2 separate regions of the Sus scrofa genome follow, and region 1 is linked to region 2. Evidence: chromatin contacts called from public HiChIP or PLAC-seq data. All regions are on one chromosome and are shown on one strand. Each heading gives the region's core, a stretch centred on a gene start, on an enhancer-like site or on the middle of the called end of the contact. The rest is flanking DNA. Distances are from core to core; before and after follow the strand shown. Region 1 has its middle 590 kb from the start of KLF12. Region 2 overlaps KLF12 (Kruppel like factor 12).

The links. HiChIP or PLAC-seq counts read pairs in DNA pulled down with a chosen protein or histone mark.
Region 1: a contact with region 2 is called in an H3K27ac HiChIP or PLAC-seq map of skeletal muscle, with 7 times the contacts expected there. The contact joins two enhancer-like sites. A contact is called at or near these places in 2 of 47 Hi-C or Micro-C datasets (embryonic fibroblasts and fetal skeletal muscle) and 1 of 2 datasets of contacts at active chromatin or transcription factors (skeletal muscle).

Annotation. Positions count from the first base shown.
Region 1 is chr11:46,895,724-46,900,695 of Sscrofa11.1, reverse strand. No RefSeq gene overlaps it. Among named protein-coding and RNA genes, the nearest start is that of KLF12, 590 kb to the right of the region's middle. Within about 2 kb of position 3,420, at least 21 of the 83 cell types and tissues checked have an H3K27ac peak or open chromatin away from gene starts, as enhancers often do. A contact at or near this core is called in fetal skeletal muscle and skeletal muscle, where this site is marked.
Region 2 is chr11:46,145,749-46,150,584 of Sscrofa11.1, reverse strand. The region is part of intron 3 of KLF12 (Kruppel like factor 12); the gene reads left to right. Among named protein-coding and RNA genes, the nearest start is that of KLF12, 160 kb to the left of the region's middle. Within about 2 kb of position 1,949, at least 7 of the 83 cell types and tissues checked have an H3K27ac peak or open chromatin away from gene starts, as enhancers often do. A contact at or near this core is called in fetal skeletal muscle and skeletal muscle, where this site is marked.

The DNA.
Region 1 (4,972 bases), core at 2,171-4,670, 750 kb before region 2:
TATGTCATACATTAGAATACTATATTTACTGCATTTTTCTCTCTGCTCTCCTTTTGCAACTCTAATTTTGGTTATTCTCATTCTGGCCCTCATGCTGTTTGACATCTCATATGTACCATTTCTTTATCTGTATACTGAATTCTAGTTTATTTTTCAGGTCTGTTTTCCAATTCACTAATTTTTCCACTCAGCTGTATCAAATGTGCTAGTTAACACTTTCCTTGATGTCATTTCAATGACTTTTTTCATTACTTTATGCTTTTTTAATATTATCAATTCATTTTTCATAATAATCTGTTCCCTGTTTATGACATTTATTCTATTTTTTTCCTCCTTCCTTGTGTTTACTGTGTCTTCCAAATTGCTGACATGGTAGATCCTTATTTCACACAGTTGTGTTTTCCAAGGAAGGCCTGTAGGGAAATCCTTATCTCTAGCATTTCTACAGAGTTATGTTTTGATTTGTACTACATTATAGGGGTATAATTAATCATGATCTTTTTGTTTGTTAACTTCATAACTCCGGAGTCTTACACCAAATGGTTTATAAGTAATGTAAACTGACTTTGACACTGGTGTTGAGCAGCCTTGTTTCAACATCTCACAAACCTCAGGTCCAGAGAGGATGCTCTCTCTAATCCCCTTTCATGGAGAAGGCAGCTCTTCCAAAGTCCTGGCCTTATGAAAAGGCATCCTTTCTACTCCCTCCCTTGTACGTGTCCCTTGCCATGTCCTAGACCCTGCATGGTAAAAACTCTCAGGCCCTGGCATTTGGGTCTTTAATGGAGCCTGATATCCCCAAAGCTGCCCCAGTGTATGTGCACACACTTAATTCTCAGACTTTGAGTTTCCTCTTTGCTTTTGGCAGCTGAAGATTTCCTTTGTTCCTTGATAGATAGATAGATAGATAGAAAGAAAGAAAGAAACATGGGAGATAGATAATGTAACATTATGCAGCATATCCATGTGTTAGTAGTATGAATAGTCTACTTTATTCTGTCTTGTTGCCATGGTGCTGGAAACAGATGTATGGAATATTCTGTCCTCAGCTCTCTCCCGTTGCTCTTTTCACTTCTAACCTCTGTTAGGTAAACCTGGGCATTTTTATCACTATACAGGCAATGTGGTGACAGCCCTGGCGAATGACAGGGGCTAGAACATGCTTACATCTTTTTTTTCAAAAGTATAGAAGAGACTGATTCACAACAGGGATCAATACAACTTTGCTGCTCTTACTGAATCCACATCCTAGTCCTCTCTCTACCATAGTTAGCAACATACCAACACTTTTTGCAAGCAAGTAGCTTTCTTTGGCTCTGTCCTAAAGCATCCTGAAACAGGAAGTCCTAGAGTGTTCCTAAAACGGTCTGTAAGATTGTCGGCTATGTTCTGCATACTCACAGAACCAAGGTTGTTTGGCTGAATTTCAAAATGTATTTCGGATTTTAAAATATGTTTCCATGAAAAAAGAAATGCAGTTCAATTATATTTCAAATCTTTGATTTTTTTTTTTAATCAAATACACTCCATTCATCCTGAGCTTGTTCCGTTTTCACTAACTTCTATTAGAAAACCAACACCCTATAGACGGGCTTTGCTTCAGATGTCTTTGTTCGTCAGTGGGAAAATAGTCATCAGGACATTCAAAGGGCATCAAAATGTTCAGAAGTGCCAAATGGGACCTTTGTGGCGATGTTCAATTTTCCATAGATTTTTCCCTGAGTGCTTGTAAATATCTTTGAAAAGCCATCTGAATTGTATCACCGTATTTCGGGGGGAAATGTTTGCCTTTTTCTCAGCTGAGATATTTCTGTAAACAATGGGTCCCCATGAGAAAGCCAGATTCCCCGTGTGGTTGACTAACAGTTTGCTGTATTAGCCAAATTGGAGAGTTTGGCGATATTGTATTCCTCTCTCTCTGACAGGAGTTATTTCTTCCTTTTAACAAAATGAAATTATGTCAGAGTTATACGTAAAATCAAAAACAAGCTTCTCACTTTGGACCTCACAGTTTGAGAAACCTTTGGGTCCAGTGTCTTTATGATGTCTCTACGTCCTGTATTTAACATCTACTGAGTTAAAGGTCTAAGGCTAAAGTTCCCCTGACATGAAAGAATCAGATGAAAATAGAAGGATGGGAGGGGTCTACTTGGAATATCTTCTCTATACAGGACTCAGTCGATTTTGATTCCTTAAATAGTACCCATTTTATATTTCCTCTCAAGGGATGTTTAAGCACATTCAATTTGAAAGCATAAAAGATGGTATTTACTAAGGAGTGTTTTTAAAAAGCAAGACACTAGTTTAGGCACTTTCACAAGCAGTGCATTATTTAATCGTGATGGTACACCTTCTGCAGGCGTGTGAAGGAAACATCAATCCAAGCCGTTACTTTTTATGGCCAATTCCATTATCTCCTCTCCTGTAATTTGTCTGCATTTCTTCTTTGCCTCCCTTCCCTTAATGCTAAAGTCCTCATTCTTACCTTGGTTGGAACACACACATCAAGTGGCTTTGACACTCAGGTGCAATTACCAATGATGCATTTGCCTCCATGCAAATGTCAGAAGGTAGCAGAGGAAAGGTTACCTCCCCGCACTGCAGGGATAATAGCTCTGCAAAGTGCCAAAGCGCTATTCACTCCGCGTCCCTTTCGGTTCCAATTCCAGAGAGGTTTCTCGCATCCGTCACAGAAACTGATCCCTAAATCTCCGTCTCCTGGGACAGTCGCACTAATTGGCAATGCCAGGTTTTGTTTTCTCTGAATGCTCAGGCAAGTTCCCTATGAAAATATTAGGTGGGTCTGACTTCAGAGGACCCCTTCTTGAAGGGTGTTCATGTCTGCCTGGTACAAAGCTTCAGTCTTTAGAGCAGGTCGGTCATCTCTGTCCAGGGTCTCAGGGGTGGAAAGTCAGGGGCAAGTGCCATCTGGATTCATTATGAGTGTCTGCAATCCCTACCTCTTTCACCCTCTGAAGATCCGTTTTTCCCTGTCTTTAATTATCCCATTAAGGAGAAGAACAGGTGAGGCCAGAGGCATTTGTGGGGTCTTGGATGGAGAGTGGGAGGCAGGAAAACAAGGAGAGAGAAAGAGGGAGGAGAGGGAGGAGAACGAGGTCTCAGCTCTGGATGTCGCTGCTGTTTTGCTCCAGTTTGGGGAGGAGGTAGGGACCCTCCTGCTGGCTTTCTCTCCAACGCAGCTGAGACCTTTGTGAAATCACTGCAGAGGCAGGGGCGGCAGGCACTATTTTTATCTCCAAATTGATTCAGCTGCAGAGGCTGCTGTGCCTCCGACTTCGTGGCTGCCGGGCCCTCCCCCTCGCCGTCCCCACCCCCGGCTTCCGCTCGCTTAGGAGACTTATCTTCAGCCCCCTCCGCTGCCGCTCCCTTCCCTCCCAGCTCGCCGGCCCCCGGGCCGGGCGAGGGCAGGGCTCTGCCAGATCCTGATAGTGACAGAAGCCGAGCGTGCCTGGGGCTCTGACAGCCCTCGGAGGCGCGCCAGGCAGCCGAGAGCCACTCGGGGCCCGCGCCAGCCTCTAATTGTTCACCCTCCAATTTCCCCTGCCCTTGGGAACCGAGGTCCACAAAGAAATTTCAGCAATTGAAATGCAGCGCGCCGGGAACATGTGCCAAACGCGCCCCATCCGACGAAGGTCTGGGCCTGCAGATGCTGTTGCTGCGAGGAAAGGACATTTTGAGGCCGGCCTTTTCAACGTCTCCTCCTTCCCAGGTTGAAGGGCCTCAAACAAGCTTTTGGAGAAGACGACTTGCCAGAAGGGCCTGGGGAGACAGCCCTGTTTGGGAAAACCAAGGCAGGCCAGGGCTGGAGGCGCCACCTCCGTTTTGAATGCTTGTGTGTGGAGCCGCCCTTCCTTTGCACCTCCCTGAAATGCACGGAGCTCTTTCACCACCAGATCTTCATCCTCTGTGCCTAGTGAACAGCCAGTTGGTCCTCAGAAACACTGTTTCCGTAGGATCACTGAGTGGGGACTTGTTTTAAAAAGCATGTCTTCGTAAGCTGAGGATGAGGTTGTCTCTGAGGCTCCTTGGTTAAGTATCTAAACGCTGAGACTTAACATGGGTCTTGTGCTGAGGCTGGGGCCCCACAGAGCCTGAAGAATTTGGAGAGGTTGTGGGTGGGCAGGCGGGTGGGTTAAGTGAGTGACTTTCACTTAGGGCAGGCCATGATAATGTTACCAAGTCCAAGTTCATACCGCTTCCCACGCAACAGGCCAGTATATCAAGAGACAAGTTATTGCCTTCCTGAATAGTGACTTTATTCAGAAAGCTGGCAAATCGGAGTTCCTGCGGTGGCCCAGTGGTTAAAGAATCCGACTAGGAACCATGAGGTTCCGGGTTCGATCCCTGCCCTTGCTCAGTGGGTTAAGGATCTGGTGTGGCCGTGAGCTGTGGTGTAGGTCGCAGATGCGGCTCAGATCCCACATTGCTGTGGCTGTGGTGTAGGCCGGTGGCAACAGCTCCAATTCGATCCCTAGCCTGGGAACCTCCATATGCCTCGGGAGCAGCCCTAGAAAAAGGCAAAAAGACAAAAAAAAAAAAAAAAGAAAGAAAAGAAAGCCGGCAAATTGAGAAGATGGTGGACGCTTGTCTCAAAGGACCAACTTGCCCGAGTGGAGTTAGAATTCAGGCTTCTTTTATACTAAAAGGGGAGGAATAAAGTCCAACACAGCCTCTGGAGGGGATGTGTTAACTTCTTCCTTCCTGCAGTCATTCGCAAGTGGGCCTGGTCAGGTGGTTTCCTATGAGCTCAACAAAGGTAATTTAGCTTAATGCTCATTACCTTGGAGGCATAGTTCCCAGAGAAGGGTCATTATGTATAATTAAGTTTATGATCAACATCCTTTGAGTGATTACAGGATACAGAGTTCCTTCCCTATTACAATAGTCTCAGCAAATGTTGGATATGGTAGTCAGTGTTCTAGAAGCAAAGCCGTGGATCCCACTAGAAGGA
Region 2 (4,836 bases), core at 700-3,199:
ATTCTAATGAAGAGAGAACGTCTTCTCATCGAAGTATTTACAGAAGATGGTCTAAAAGAATGGCAGGTTGTTTGCTAACCCAGAGCACCAACAAATCTGTTGGACCTTGAACGTGACATATGATGTAAAGAAAAGGGTACAGTGTTCTGGAAGGTACAGTAAGCAAATACAGTTTAGACTAGAGCCAGCAGAGGGAAGCTGTCAGAGATCTCCCTGACATTGGAAGGGAGAAAATGTTAAAGGAAGATGTTTTTCTGCTCCATACCAAGAGGACAGAGTAGCCGTAGCCCTGGAAGTGACAGTGCTGCGAGATTAGAAGGCTAGTGGATGGGCTACTAACCTCTGAGACATGTTATTTATAAGCCAGACCCTAGAGGGATTGTTTGACCTTGTAAAGAAATGTCAGTTCAGCCTGGGGAAGTTTTTGGTAGATTTCCCAGGAGATTGTCATTAGTGTTCATAGATGCTTAGCAGCAAAAGCATAGAAGGTCGTAAGGACTCACAGGCAAAGCTGCTCTTGGTTTGGTCCTGCCTTGATGGAAAAGTAGGTGTATTTAGAACTCTCTTTTCCTCCCTTCCTTCATCTACTATTAAGGTAAAAGAAAAGAGTCTTAGACAGAATGCAAGTGAAGAAAATGTTGCAAGAAGGGAGTCGTCAGTTACAGCCAAGGCTGCTAAGGGATCAGATAACCTAAGGACTGAGAGTTAAGGATTTGAGGAGGCTGGAGTTTACTGGTGACACTGTGTCAGTGGCGCAGTGGGGAGAAAGGACTGACCGAGGTGAGTTCATGTTCAGATGGGAGTGAGGCAAGGGGAGACTGAAAGTCTCAACAGCTCTTAGGACTAGTTTCATTGCAAGAGTTAGGGAGAAATGGAATGGTAGCTGAAGAGGCATTTAAGCTCTCAAGGGAGGGATTTTAAAAGAGAGAGACAGCATAGCCTATTTGTATTCTGTCAAGAAGGATCAAGAAGACAGTTGAAAATGGGTAATTGTAGAGAGGGAAGAGTTACAGGAGCAAAGTTCTTAATTGCACATCCTCTGCTTATATTATTTTGTGGAAGTAACCTGCATCTTGCTGTAATTAACCTGAATTCTAAAGTCAATTTATTAGATTGACATGAGTTTTAGGAAAAAGGATACATAATGGAAAAGGAAAGAAAATGCCAAAAGCAATAGATACAGATCTAGGATTGACAACGAAAGGCAAACAAAGGTTCAGTAAAATTTGGGTTCCATTGAGAATTTTAAAAATGATACCAGCGTTAATACGAATCTGAGATCAAACATCGCTCCTTCATCACAGACTAGAATGTACAGAATAGGTCAAAACAAGAGATAAGCCCCAAATACTTTGTATTTGTTGTTGTTGTATTTCTTTTTTCTTTTTTCTTTTTTTTGACTGCATCCTTGGCATGTGGAAGTTCCTGGCTACTGATCCTTAACCCATTGTGCCACAAGGGAACTCCATGTATTTATTGTTTGAAGACATTCTTTTACATTTGAGCATTGATAAATATTGCATTTTAGAAATGCAGAATACTTGAAGGGCAAGGCCATAACCACTCTGTGAAAATCTAACCATAGAGCTTAAAAAAAGAGAGGGACTTGTTTCCTGCTTCCTATACCTGAGCTTGTCCTTTCTCCATGTAGTAGAGGAACAGGTAATAGCACCTCAAGGCCCAGGAATGAGCCTTGGGCAGGGTGTGGTGACTGGTGGCTTTGAAACAGTCAGAACTAAAGAGCCAGCTGCGTATTTCACTGTTGCCCAATTTTCTTCCCTGACTTCTATCCTGTCCTTCTTTACTACTTTATGTAATAAAGGTCTCTTGGTTTGTTTTCTCCCCCTTTCCCTGTTTTTGTTTCTTGCTGGGTACCCGCCCCCCCCTCCCCGATGTCTGTGACTGTAATAAAAGCAACTGCCCAGCAGGAAAAGCTCAGCTTGTTTCCTGTGCTGCCAATTTTCTTTCCTGGAAATGCAATCGCCGTAGTCCAGTCTACTAGAATTTTACAAAACATATTTATTGCATCAAGAGTTTTTATTATAATGGAGACCTGAAAAATAACTTACTCTGGGTCATAAATGCATTATTCCTGACTTAAATCATTTTGTATGAATAGATCCTTGAGTTTCAAGTACCTTTCCTCCCCAGTGTTTGACTAGGTCATGTTACTGCTGTTAAGAAAGCAACATCCTCGTTTGGGCGTGTAATTTCTTTGGTCATCTCCTTTAAAAGTGTTGTTTGTCTATTATTTTTAGATGAAGCATCTTCCCAAGCCATGCCTTATTTTCCAGCACTCATTCAGGAATTTCAGAGGGCCGTGGCTGTGGGCAGTGCTGAAATGCTCACACCCCATTTCTTCCTACGGGCTGTTGCTTTTCTCAGCAGCCCACAGGAAGAAGCCACGGTGTATTTTTAGTCCTAGGCCATTTATATTTGGAAAAGGAAATACAGGCATCGCAGTGATTGCCGCCGAGCTGGTTAGAGGTTCTGACCATCGCTTCTGACCATTGAAGGCAGATGGAGCTTTGCTCCCTTGAAACTCCTCTTTGTTTCACCACGTCTCTCCTGCTATCAGCTTTCCTGCTCGTTGATGTGTGCGATGTCTTATTTCAGGTCCTGGTGCATTTTGTCACAGACTCGCTTCTTCTGTCCACCTTATGCATAACTGTCCTCTTTTAGTTTGCCATTCGGTGGAATCCTGGTGTCATCTGCCATATGACCAGAATAGTCTAGAACAGTCCCAGGCAGCTCATGTATACAGTTGTCTTGGCTTCTTGAGTGACCGAACTACCACAGCCTCCTTTGGTATAGATTCCTCTTTTAAATCTGAATTTGATTTTTATCAGCAAACCCTCTAGGTCCTTAATCTTTTCTTTTTAATGAGGTTTTACTGTTGCTTATTGGGAAGCAGGACCGGGCAGACTGTTGCTGACTTTTGGCGTATTATTCTTGAATTTGAACTTTGATAGGACTTGAGGGTTTTGCTGCTGTTCTTGTAAAACAAAGACAAGAACTGGTTGCGTAGTGAGAAAGAGCCAATATTTCTGGAAACCTGATTTTTAAACAGGAGTTTGGGCATGACACATGTTTTTCTAAATGCGTATTTTTACTCTTAACTTTGCTTATGGTATCTTTTGGGCATATAAACGTTTTACATTTTTAGGTGATCAAACATGTCTATCTTTTTTACTTCCAGGCTTCTGGTTTTAGTGTGAGACGTGTCCTCTGTCCCCTAGATTTCCACGTAGTCACCAAAATGTTCTTCTGAGATTTATTGGGTACATGTACGTTTTTAATACACTTGGAATTTACCTTTGGATTTGTTGTGAAATTAGGATACAAGTTCCTTTTATTCTAAATGAATAGCCAGTTATGCCAGCACTAGTTATTACATAAACCATTCATTCCCACAGAATTGAAATACTCCCTTTAGCACATATTAAATTATGATATATACTGAGAAAAAATAAATAAGAGTTCCGAATATTTTATACAGATATTTAGTCATTTGTTGTTTGTTTTTAGCAGATTTTCAGTAAGGAGTAGAAACTTACCTGTATTTTTTCGCTTCTGGACATGCACAGAAAGTTGAATGGATTCCATCAAAAAATGGCTTCTTAGACTCTTGTTTATCTGAAATACCTGTAGTCAGTCAATTCCTCTGTTTCCTCTGGTACAGACTGAGCTTGTTCTAAAATGTGATAACAGTAACTGGCTCAAGAGAGGAGAAGGAAATTATTTGTATCATTAAGAGAATTCTTAGAAAAAGAGAAAACTCTAAGTTCCTTGTAAACTGTAAAATGTCAAGGAGTGAGTTTGGCTTCTCCGTCCTCCACGCAGTTAAGTAGTAAATAAAAGTACAAGAGGGGGAAGTTCCCGTTGTGGTGCAGCGGAAACGAATCCAGCTAGGAACCATGAGGTTGTGGGTTTGATCCCTGACCTCCCTCAGTGGGTTAAGGATTCGGCATTGCCATGAGCGGTGGTGTAGGTCACAGACATGGCTTGGATCTGGCATGGTTGTGGCTGTGGTGTAGGCTAGCAGGTGTAGCTCCAATTAGACCCCTAGCCTGGGAACCTCCATATGCCACCCATGCAGCCCTAAAAAGACCAAAAAAAAAAAAAAAAAAAGTACAAAAGGGAAAAAGAAGAGAAAACGTATAGACAGCAGAGGGGATCCACAGTAAGAGAGAGATGATGCTTCATTCAGAGGTAGACGTTAGGTAGTAAAGGTACAGAAATCCAGCCAGTAGATAAAACAGATTGAGCAAGAGGTTAGCCTAATGGACTTTGTGTCCATGCTTTTATAAAGTGATACCTAGCACACCATTTTAATTTGCGAGGTCAAATTCCTCCTCAAGTAAAGTGGTCTCATTTGTATTTAAATAGAGATGTGCTTAAATGTGATATATTACTAGGATAGAATTTAGTCGAATGTAGTTGCTGCATTTGTTTTCACCACACCTGAGAAGTTTTCTCCCATAATATGTAGCACGTTCTACATTGACATATTGGATTTTGAAATTGAGTGTATTTCCTTTCCTCTGTGGTTTTCTTTTTTTTCCTCTCTGGAAGTAATGTTCTACTTAAATGTAAAACTTCTAATTTCACATAGTACAGGTGCTGTTATGCTACAAGGAAATTCTTACTTTACATATTAGATTGCAGGTATTTATAGGATTATCTTGATGATGTTTGAACGTATATACTCATTGCAAGAAACCTTTGGGTTTTGGATGGGTATATAGATAGGGAGATATCTATCTAGATCTAAATCAAGGCCTATAGAGAGATTTTTTTGCAAATGGGCCTTTTATCCAAGGGCTCTTAAGATCT